Linked DNA regions of Mus musculus: region 2 is linked to region 1. A link is a contact called in public Hi-C data. All regions are on one chromosome and are shown on one strand. Each heading gives the region's core, a stretch centred on a gene start, on an enhancer-like site or on the middle of the called end of the contact. The rest is flanking DNA. Distances are from core to core; before and after follow the strand shown.

What was found. A called contact is a pair of places that touch in the nucleus more often than the background predicts.
Region 2: a Hi-C map of cerebellar granule neurons shows a contact between it and region 1, with 1.9 times the contacts expected there. The contact joins the promoter of Cacnb4 here to the enhancer-like site in region 1. A contact is called at or near these places in 1 of 484 Hi-C or Micro-C datasets (cerebellar granule neurons), 2 of 115 datasets of contacts at active chromatin or transcription factors (embryonic stem cells and stem cell-derived neural progenitor cells) and 1 of 9 other capture datasets (embryonic stem cells).

The regions. Positions count from the first base shown.
Region 1 is chr2:52,258,513-52,263,872 of GRCm38.p6, forward strand. Neb (nebulin) reads right to left here. Exons shown (of 157, transcript NM_010889.1): 54 at 4,984-5,187; 55 at 1,982-2,086; 56 at 707-814; 57 at 81-392. Among named protein-coding and RNA genes, the nearest start is that of 4930573O16Rik, 30 kb to the right of the region's middle. Within about 2 kb of position 3,824, at least 2 of the 459 cell types and tissues checked have an H3K27ac peak or open chromatin away from gene starts, as enhancers often do. A contact at or near this core is called in cerebellar granule neurons, where this site is marked.
Region 2 is chr2:52,674,744-52,679,737 of GRCm38.p6, forward strand. It overlaps Cacnb4 (calcium channel, voltage-dependent, beta 4 subunit), which reads right to left and starts at 1,866. Exons shown (of 14, transcript NM_001037099.2): 1 at 1,528-1,866; 2 at 985-1,068. The coding sequence starts at 1,587. It overlaps Gm46740 (a long non-coding RNA gene), which reads left to right and starts at 2,038. Exons shown (of 2, transcript XR_001783304.2): 1 at 2,038-2,551; 2 at 3,507-4,595.

The sequences.
Region 1 (5,360 bases), core at 2,574-5,073:
TTGAGCATCAGTGTATAAATTCACTAATTTAGGAAAGGAGACAGACTAGTTCATTGAACAAAGGAAAACCTTAGACTCACATCGCTCTGGAGATCATAGGCCTGCCGAGCGTGGATGACATCATTCTGATCAGGCAGGCATGTCCATTGGTGTAGGTAGTTCCTGTAGTCAGCATCGCTGACCAAGGTCTGGCACTTCTTGGCCAGCACCACCCCCAGCATGTCCACTGGGCTGCTATACTTGGTCTTCCACTTCTCAAAGTCCTTCTTGTACTCCCTGTCACTCTGGATCTTGGCCACGTGCATGGACCACATCATCTTGGGGTCATCCTTGATGTTCCGAGCCCCAATGTGGTGGCCGAGTTGCTTTCGGAAGCCTTCTTTGTATTTGTACTAAAAGAACAAAGGCATACCTCATTCCTTTACAAACTTAACTTTTGTTGCCACCTTTGTAGCAATTTTCAAAATTTACTAATTCTAAATATCTTGCTAAGCCCCTAGAGCTACATGTTTCTGCTTTTTGATAGGCAAGATTAAAGGCTAAATTCAGCCACAAATAGTCAGTCAAATTGACTTTTGGTCTTATTTTTACCCCACACTGTATGTCTGGGATCGTCACCCTGTTTTAATTTGTGACTCCTTATATGATGTTTGCTCATTTAAAATTAATGCTCATTGCAACCAAACCACTATGTACAACATCTTACTTCACTGGCAATCTCCCGGGATGCTTTTGCTGCTTTGATTGGAATGGCGTCCACAGGAAGATCATATCCTTTCTTCTTCAGTTCTTCATAACCCATTTTGTAGAGTTTCTGTTGAGAGGTGGAGACAATCACTTTGGGAAAACAGTTCTTCAGAAACAGTATGACAAATAAGCAGAATAATTAAGCCAATGTACTGCATACTTCAAGAGTTTGTGAAAATAATCTCCATACTCTAGACCACTCCTATGTGATTGGATATTATGTCTATGAATTGCTAATGATCCTGTTTTACATTTTTACAGCTCTCTGATTACCAAACACACAAAATTCTCAAGTACTTTAGAAAATGCAACCGAAGTTAACTGATAGAGACATGAATTATCATTTTGGTGGTATTTTCCAGATAATGTTGTGTTCCATTAGAAGTTGCTATAGAGAAAGCATTTCAGTCTTATTTTTCTTATGAATTCCTCTTATTAAAAATAATAGTGAGTGGCTATCCCTTCTATGTGGCTAGTGCATCATGAGTCAGTATCTAACTCATCCCATGAGGCCACTGAAAGGAACTCTGTCCTCTGGCAAGATGGTGGTCCTTCATGATTAAAAAAATACTTTACTGAATTTTAAAACTTCTGACTATAATTTGCTCATTCAGATTGTGATGTAACTGAATAATTCATAATATATTCAAACGTATTTTTACCCAGAAATCCATTGTCTACTGTTGTTAGACTTCTGTTCATATTTTAGTCTTTGTAGTATTACCGCCGCATATTCTTTAACATTAAAACCACTCTATTAGGGCTCAGAATTTATGTTTGAATGTTTAAATTTTTATATCCATACATATGAAAGGTTAACATTTGCCAGCAGAGTAATCTGGTAAAAATGAAAATATCCTTCCATTGATTGTTTGTTTACTTGTTCAAAACTTTACCTAGAATCTACTTGTGAAGCACAAAACATTGTAAGCAATAAAAATCCAGTAAAAATTGAATCTTCCCATACAAGAAAGAGCAAGAATGCTGTAAACATTTCCTTATGATAATACACATAATAAGGAAATATAAATATAGGGAGATCTGTGCTCTAATGCTGCTTGAGATAGGGAGTGCCAACACTGGACGTACAAAATCCCCACCAAATAGGGAATCAGTCACTCATTGTCTGCTAATTAAAATGATTTGGAATTCAAAAGATTTTTTAAACAACTTCACTGACTTAGAAGTGATTAGCTGAGCTTTCTGAAAAGGCACACTGAGTTTGTAAACTCACATCACTTGTATTGATTAAGTTTGCTTTAGCCAGAATGATGTCAGGAGTGTCAGGCATGATGTGGATCTGAGTCTTGTCCTTGTCCCAAGCTTCTCTATAAAGTCTCTAAAATGAGAAACAATAATTTTATCAGTGGTATTGTCAGGTTCAAATACAACAGTTGGCTCCAGATGGCATTATAGCAAGACGGCAATATAAAAGGAGACATAATTTTCTTATCTGAAATGCAACTACCTTTCAAATACAGATTATGGCTTACCTTTTTGAAGTTACTGATACTATTGTCTACGGAAATCAACACATGAAATAAAACCTTTGTTGATACTATCAAGTTGTATCAACAATTTTTTTTTTGGCCATTAAAATCCCCCTTAGTGTTTAACTGTCTTATCAAAAGATGACCTATTTAAATTATGCCTAGGAATTAGGGAATCTTAGTTCTCATTTGGTTTACTATTTAAGATTATACAATTATTTTGGAGGATAAGTAAATTGACGATAATGTTGGGATTTCTCCAAAAGAACAGTTTAAATTTTATCAAAATCTTTTGGATGTGTTAAAAACCATTTTCATGTCTGTCTTCCATAGAAGATCATGGGAAACCAAATTTTAAAATCTTGGTAATTAAATAAAAGTGAAAGTTTGAAGAACAGAATATTTATACAGTATCAAATTTATAAACAAAAACTCAATTAAAAGTTTTGAATGCCACTTCTGGTCCATGTAGTGATATGTTGCCAAATGTGGTAATGCAGGTCTTTAATCCCAGCACTTGAGAGGCAGGGGCAGGCATCTCTGTGGGGTTGAGGGCAAGCCGGTCTACGTATACATAGAGAGTTCCTGGTCACCCAGCAATACATAGTGAGACTTGGTCTTTACATGTTTCTCCAAGGGATAAAACTTAACAGTAGAAGAATCTGGCACTATCACTTTAAGCAAGTGATAAAAGTTCAAATGATCAGCAACAGGACAACTTGATATCCTGGGCTCTCCTGCCGTGAGGGCTGAGCAGGACACAGCGTGTAGTTTCCTCGTGAAAAGACCCAATCTGAATCATCCTAAGGATGCCTTGGAAAGCCCAAGGTGAAGGAGAAGCTGCACCTGTCACAACTGTCAAAGACTTAGGAGACAGAGAGGAAATAAGCTAGAGTAAGAATAAATGCAAGGTGGGACTCCCAGTTGCATTGTCAACCAGGGGGAACATTTTTCTTTTACTACAAAGGGTATTAGTAGTAAAACTGAATAAGTTTTTGTTACTTAAAATTGATTTAGTGTGTGTGTATATGTGTGTATTTGTGTGTGTGTACTTGTGTGTATATTTGTGTGTGTGTACTTGTGTGTGTGTGTTTGTATGTGTATACTTGTGTGTGTGTATTTGTGTGTGTGTACTTGTGTGTGTGTATGTGTGTGTGTGCATTTATGTGTGTGTACTTGTGTGTGTGTGTGCATATAGGGTTCAGGTGCCATGGCTTGCATGTGTAGGCAAGACAGCAACTATCACATGCAAGAGCTCAGGCTTGGTAGCGGGCGCCTTTATCCACTGATCCATCTCACCAGCCCTCCAGTATAAACATTTTAAGGATTCATTAATTCCTTAGATTTTGTACTTCTCTTCTGTATGAATATGCTTTCTATCATGCAAATGGCTCAGAGAAGTTAATTAGGCCTTCAGGATCAAACTGAAACAAGACACATTAATATTAATCTATGTTTACTCAAGTTCTTTCCTAATCTTTCTGGTAGGAACGCCAGTGCCTTTTGGCCTCATAATCATTGGTGTTACACTCTGGGTGGCTCTTGATTGTAGGACACAGTCTTGTGTCATTGGGAATTTTTCAGTAGCCATGCCTGGTTTCTATCCACTAGAGGCCAGTAGCACACCACCTCCAAGTCAGGACCAGCCAAGGGGAAAACTTCCTAGATATTGTCAAATTTCTTCTAGGGTACAAGAGTGTCCTGGTAGAGAAATTTCCTCAATATTATATTCTACCTTGATCCCGCAGAATGCACAATGAATGCTAATATTATTTAGTTTAGCATATCCAAAAGAAGAGACTCAAACACCCTAGCTTCTGCCTGGGTGTGCAAAGCCCTAACAGGATTGCTATTCAGCACCCATGCAACTAGGACACGGGTTGGTCAGCTTTATGGTCTAGTCCTTCCCTTGCTTAACTTCCCCATTCAGAGCTTCCCCCACACCTTCATTAAAATTCTAAGAAAGAAGCCATGTTCAGAACCCCAAAATGTGCTCGCTTGGTCTGCCACCCTTTGTATTCAAAGCATATCACAAAGGCAAAGAGAGAACTGGAGATTGAGGCAGAAAGAGACTGGCAGGCTTGTATTTGCTTCAGCTTTTGGAAAACAAAACTGTTGTCTGTGAGTGTTTCCTTACCTGGAGAAGAGCTACAGCTCTGCTATGAAACACAGCCTCGTGTATCAGGTAAGAACTAAGGTATGCATTGAAAATGAAGGACACATGGAGCACCATGTACAAAGCGCCTCCTAAGACCTATGCAGGGCTGGTGAGATGGCTCAGTGGGTAAGAGCACTGACTACTCTTCCGAAGGTCCTGAGTTCAAATTCCAGCAACCACATGGTGGCTCACAACCAACCGTAATGAGATCTGACGCCCCCTTCTGGTGCATCTGAAGTCAGCTACAGTGCATATATATTTCTATGCAGTTATCAATTTAAAGTTTCTTGCATATATATATATATATGTATATATGTATGTATGTATGTATGTATGTATGTATGTGTGTATATATATATATATATATATATATATATATATATATATATATATATATATATATATATGTAGTGGTACTGAGAATTGAATCTTGTGCGTGCTAGGCAAATATCTTTAGAAAATATATCCTTTAAGGGAGACATGACTCTGTGGTTAAAACAAAACAACAAAACAAACAACAACACCCCAAACTTGTTTCTTTATAATATTTTCCATGCTCTGTCAATATATTGCTAAAGAAATACTCACGTCACTCCTGTTTTTGGCATTTGTTTTAGCCAGAACTATGTCCATGGCGTCAGGGATGCTGGTGAACTTATTTCTGTCTGGAGGTTGGCGGTATTTCTTCTCACTGATGATTTCTGAAGCCCGCTTGTTCTTTTCTGCTTCCAAAGAACCCAGGGGACTCCATCCTATGCCTCTCAGCCACTCTAGGTCAGACTTATACATATTCTAGGAAAGGACAAAACAAGCCATCAAAAACCCATCTTCCCCTTCACCATGACTAGGAGATGCTAGTTACAGACAGGTGTTTGAGGGGGTCGAGGTAATTTCTCTTTCCAATCTGTTTTTTACCTCACATAAATGGCTATTAATATGTGGAGTGATTTTAAGTAATCAAATTT
Region 2 (4,994 bases), core at 616-3,115, 410 kb after region 1:
CAAAAAAAAAAAAAAAAAAAAAAAACCACCGCGGCTGCCATAGTAAGTTAGAATCTCAGGACACCACGTTCTGGGTGACCTAGAGAGAAAAGTATTTCTCAAGGTCGCTCCAGCAGTCCAGGGCAGAACCTGGGATAAAAGCGTCTTGGGGCAGTGACCAAAGTCTGCCTAAGTCACCTGGGAAAAACACACTCCAGAGAAAGATCAAGGTGAGCCACTTGTGCATTCCTTCTCCGGCATCCTGCGGCTCCGGAGGTTTTATTGGCAGCACTGGGTAGTGCAAAATCAGAGGGTCGATTTCCTTCCTCAAAGTGACAGACACCAGAGAACTGAGCATTGCTAGCGACCTGCGGTTCGAACTACTTGCCTCTGGCCACGAGGAAAACACGGGAAAGCCAGCGCGAGGTTCAGCCAGACCCTGGGAACTGCGCCCGCGCTGTCTTATTTAGGTCTCACTAGACCGCTGTCCCTGTCAGTCCGTGATTACGCGAAATCGATGAAGCAGTGCCAAGATGAGACTAAACTTTTCTAAGTGTCTTTCTTTTGGCCAGAACTCAGAGAACTCGCTCAAAAATGTGCAAAGTATTCAAAAATAGGACAAAGATTGGAGAAACCCTCAAACTCTCACAGCGCATCAAATCAGGTCTCTCAAGGTCCCTCTGTGCAACGAAGGTGGGCCAGGAATACTTTCTAGCTCTTAAATTCAGTGTCCCCGGCCAATGTCCCTTTTCCTCTCCAACGCAAGTACACAAAATACAAACTAACTTCTCGGAGCGACAGAGAGATGTAGGGATGCCAACACTAGGTAGCCAGGGTACCAGCAGAGGGATGGAGTTGGAAGCAGAGGTAGGGGCGGCTGGACCCCAGGACAGGGCAGCATGAAGCAGAGGGACAAGGACCGAGCCCCGAGCGGCGCAGACCGGACTCGCGCTCGGGGGCGAGGGACCGCGCTGGGTGCGGGCTCCGGGCGCCCGAACCTCCTACCTGTCTGAGGATGAAGCTGGTAGAAGTGGTGCTGCCATCCGATCTTTTCAACCTGCTCCTCCGGGTCGTGGTGCCTCGGGCCACCTGAACTCGACACACCGGGGCCACAAAGAAGCCAGTGAGGACCGCAGCGCTGAGCCGAGCGGTCACCCGGGGCTGGAGTCCTCCTTGGGAACCGCGCCCTGGGGACCCCCCCCCCTCTCGCCCCGAGCCCCGAACCCTAGTCTCCCCGGCGCCTCCCAGCGCCCCCACCCCCATCCCTCACCCCGAGCTGGGTGGTCCCGAGCACCCACCACATCCATTAACAAAACGTCGCGTGTGCGGGGTCTGAATCCCCGGCATCGGCGACAGGAGGCTGCGGACACTGAAGCCGGAGCGCTGAGCCCCGGAGCAGGGCTAGGAGGAGGGGAGGAGGAGGGGGAGGAGCGGGCAGGCGGGCGGGCGGGAGGCGCGGAGGAGGGAGCGGCGGCTCAGGACCAGCGCCCCGCACTCGCGGCACCAAGGCGGGGCGCGGGGCGGCGCGGGTGGAGGAGGGGGCGGTACCTGTGAGCTGGGGGAGTGCGGCCCGTCCGCCGCCCCGTTCTTGCCGTACGAGGACGACATGGTTCAGAGGCGCCGCATGGCCCTCGCAGCGCGGTGGGCGGAGGGCGCGGGCCGGTGCGGGTGGAGGGGGAGGCAGGACTTCCCTACCCGGCTCCTGGCCCCGCGCCGGCTCGCGGGCCGCCTGCCCGCACTTCGCCGAGCGCCGCACCTTAAAGGGGCCGAAGCGCTTCCCTCCCCCCCCCCGCGCCCTCCTGGAGGTCCAGGAGAGGGGGCTTCTCGGTTGTCGCCTTCCCGAGCCTCGGGGAGAAGTGCTCTCCCACCCCGCGAGCGCTTTACAGCGCAGCTTTCCAGAGGATGGAGGGAGGGGAAAATCTGAGCTGGGGGTGGGAGGATTAAAATAGTCTGCACAGTTTAAAATGAGACAAAGGTGGCACGGTTCATGAATCAGGACTTAGGGAGGGAAGCTGGTGCAGTGTTGCAGGGAGTGGGCAGAGCGGAACGTGCGTGCGTGTGTGTGTGTGTGTGTGTGTGTGTGTGTGTGTGTGTGTGTGTGTGTGTGTGTGTGTCCCAGAACTCCAATTTGAAAAGGACAGGACTGACTCCTCCTTCCTTGACTTTCCTCATCATCCCACACAGGGATGGTAAGGCACAGGGTGTGTGTGTGTGTGTGTTTGCTTTTTATTAGTGGTTTTTTTGTTTTTGTTTGTTATTGTTATTGTTTGAGCAACTCTACTCTCAGAGATGCAAGTTATACACACCTAGGCAGGCGTGGGAGAGCCTGTCAGTCAGAGTCTGACTGGAGATGCAGCCCCACCACCGGAGACCAGCATGTCCTAAGGAGTTTTGAAGGTCACGTCAAACCTGCTAAAAAGCAGGAGTTGGCCACGTGCCTCCAATTCGGTATAGCTGTTTCCAGGAGAAGAAACTCAACCTAGCTTTTCCGGCTGCAAACACATGCTGTGTTTGAGATCAAGTTCAAAGCAAGAGGATCCTAGAAGGAAGAAATTTGAAGTAATCAAAAGAGGTGGGCAAATATGTGAATTCAAGAAAATAAATCCTAACTATAGTTACAGCCGCAGAGATGCATAGTAAAAATAGAAGTAGACATAAAGCCACTAAATCAGCCCCCCTCACCCTGCAATCTAGTGTTTCACTTATAAAAACAAGTGTCACGTTTATTTTCCCATCCATTACACACTTTCTTTACAGACCCACATCTTCACTTCATCTAAACTTGGGTCCTAAAACTAGTCTTGCCTCCAAGCTCCCTGTGCGCACAAACACACACACACACACACACACACACACGCACACGCACACATGCACACACGCGCACACGAACACACACACACACACACACACACACACACACACACACACACACACCAAGCACAGTCCATCTACACTCAGGCAAAGCCATTTCTCCAAAACCACTTTCCTCAATTTACTGTTTTCTGAGGTAAAGCCCAAAGTCTGTGATCTGCAAACTAGGCTTCCTGCTTGCTTTGGACATACCCACACTCCAAAACTCCTCCCTCCAAATTGATTTCTCTTTGCAAAGCCAGAGAGCAGGCAGGCCCATTTACTGCTCGTCCCTGACTTGCACTCCACTTCAGCATCAGAGCTCTGAAGTATGTCCTTGGCATCTGCCCTCCACACTATCTAGACACCACCCAGAGTTCTGCAACCCTGCTCAGCTCACTCTTCCTCCACAGAAATCCTCCCTGACCCTTGTGGTCCTGGATTGTCCTGTGCCTGAAAAACTGGAGCATTTATTCTCTAGATATTTGGCACAGGATATCTTAGTATATATTAAGTCTTGCTTTTGTGAAAATCCAGTTTCCAAAATAGCTCGGTATCTGTGTAGTTTATGTGTAGTGGAAGCCCCTAGGAAGTTAATGGGTAAGGAGCCATCTCTAATGTAGACACCCCTCTCCACCAGCACCCCCATTAGTTGCTGTCATCTCATTCTGTTCTAGGAACCTTTTTCTTAGTTGACACTTCATCAATACACACAGACTAAATGGTTGCGGAGGCTCTGGCTTCTCATCGCCCAGTTTCACTGACTGAATAATCAGAACAGAATCCACACCAGGAAGACAGCATGAATGGCTCTGCGCATCTGCCTCTCGACAAGAGCTGTGCGGATTACGAATACACCTCCAGCGATGGGCCTAACAGGCACACCATGAGGCGAAAGATGTCTGAGAAAATCTACAGAACTCCAGCGAGAAAAGTGTGAGTCTGTGGCATTCCAGCCAAGCTCCCGAACCCTCCTACCTTTCTGATCAGAGAGGGAAACTCCACCCCACACAGGTAAAGTCAGAAACACAAGACTCCCCCTCTTCTTAAGTGTGTGTGGGTGTGGGTGTGTGGGTGTGTGGGTACTTTCCTGGGAAAGATACTGCAATTCTCCTTTAGCTATCTGTTGCTAAAACTAAGTTCTGAGTGAGCATGGGAGGGTAGTACAGGCTGCCTTCTGACAGCCCCATTCATGTGATGGAAACTTTATGTTGCTCACAGTCATTGAGAGTGCAGGGGTCCTGATGGAGCTTGTTTTTGGCTCATGAAGAGGCAAGCTAATCTCTTCTGAAATGATACCACTGTGGTGGTTTAGGTGAGACTGGCTCCTATAGGCTCATATATTTGAATTTTGGTTCCTTCTTAGTGGGAACGTTTGGGGAGGATTAGGAGGGGTGGCTTCTGTTGGAGGAAGAGTGTCACTGAAAAGGTCAACTCTTGTTCTTGTTCTGTCTGCAACTTTTCGATCAGATGTGAGTTCTTGGCTTCTGCTCCATCACCCATGCATGCCACCATGATCCACACCAGCATGGACTAACCCTCTGAAAATGCAAGCAAGCCTCTAAGTGCTGTATTTTATAAGTTGCCTTTTTTAAAGTTAACTATTTTATAAGTTTTAATAAGTAGGCCTCCTCACAGCCATAGAATATCAACTAAGACAGTCAGAGAGAATATGTCATTGTTCCCTAGCACCATGAAGTTGGATTCGAATTGCTCACAGTAAAAAAAAAAAAAAAAAAAAAAAAAAGAACCAACCCAAGATGGATCAGAAATATAAACGAAAGAGCTAAAAATGTAAAAACATTAAAACAGAGCAGTAAATCTTCCTGATCTTGGATTTGGGGATGGATTCTTAAACACATCAAAGCACGTGACAGAAAAAAAAAAAAAAACACTGGACTTCATCAAAATTAAAGGTGGCTCAGCGGTTAAGAGCACTGGCTGCTCTTCCAGAGGTCCTGAGTCCAATTCCCAACACCGGAATGGCAGCTCACAGCTGTCTGCAACTCCAGTTACTGGGACTCCAAAACTCCCTCACAGAGACACATGCAGGCAAAACACCAATGCACATAAAACAAAAATAAATTATGTATCTGTGGTCAAGAAAACATGTAAAAAGTGTCTACTAACAGCCATGATGAAAGTACAACTCAAAACTATGATAA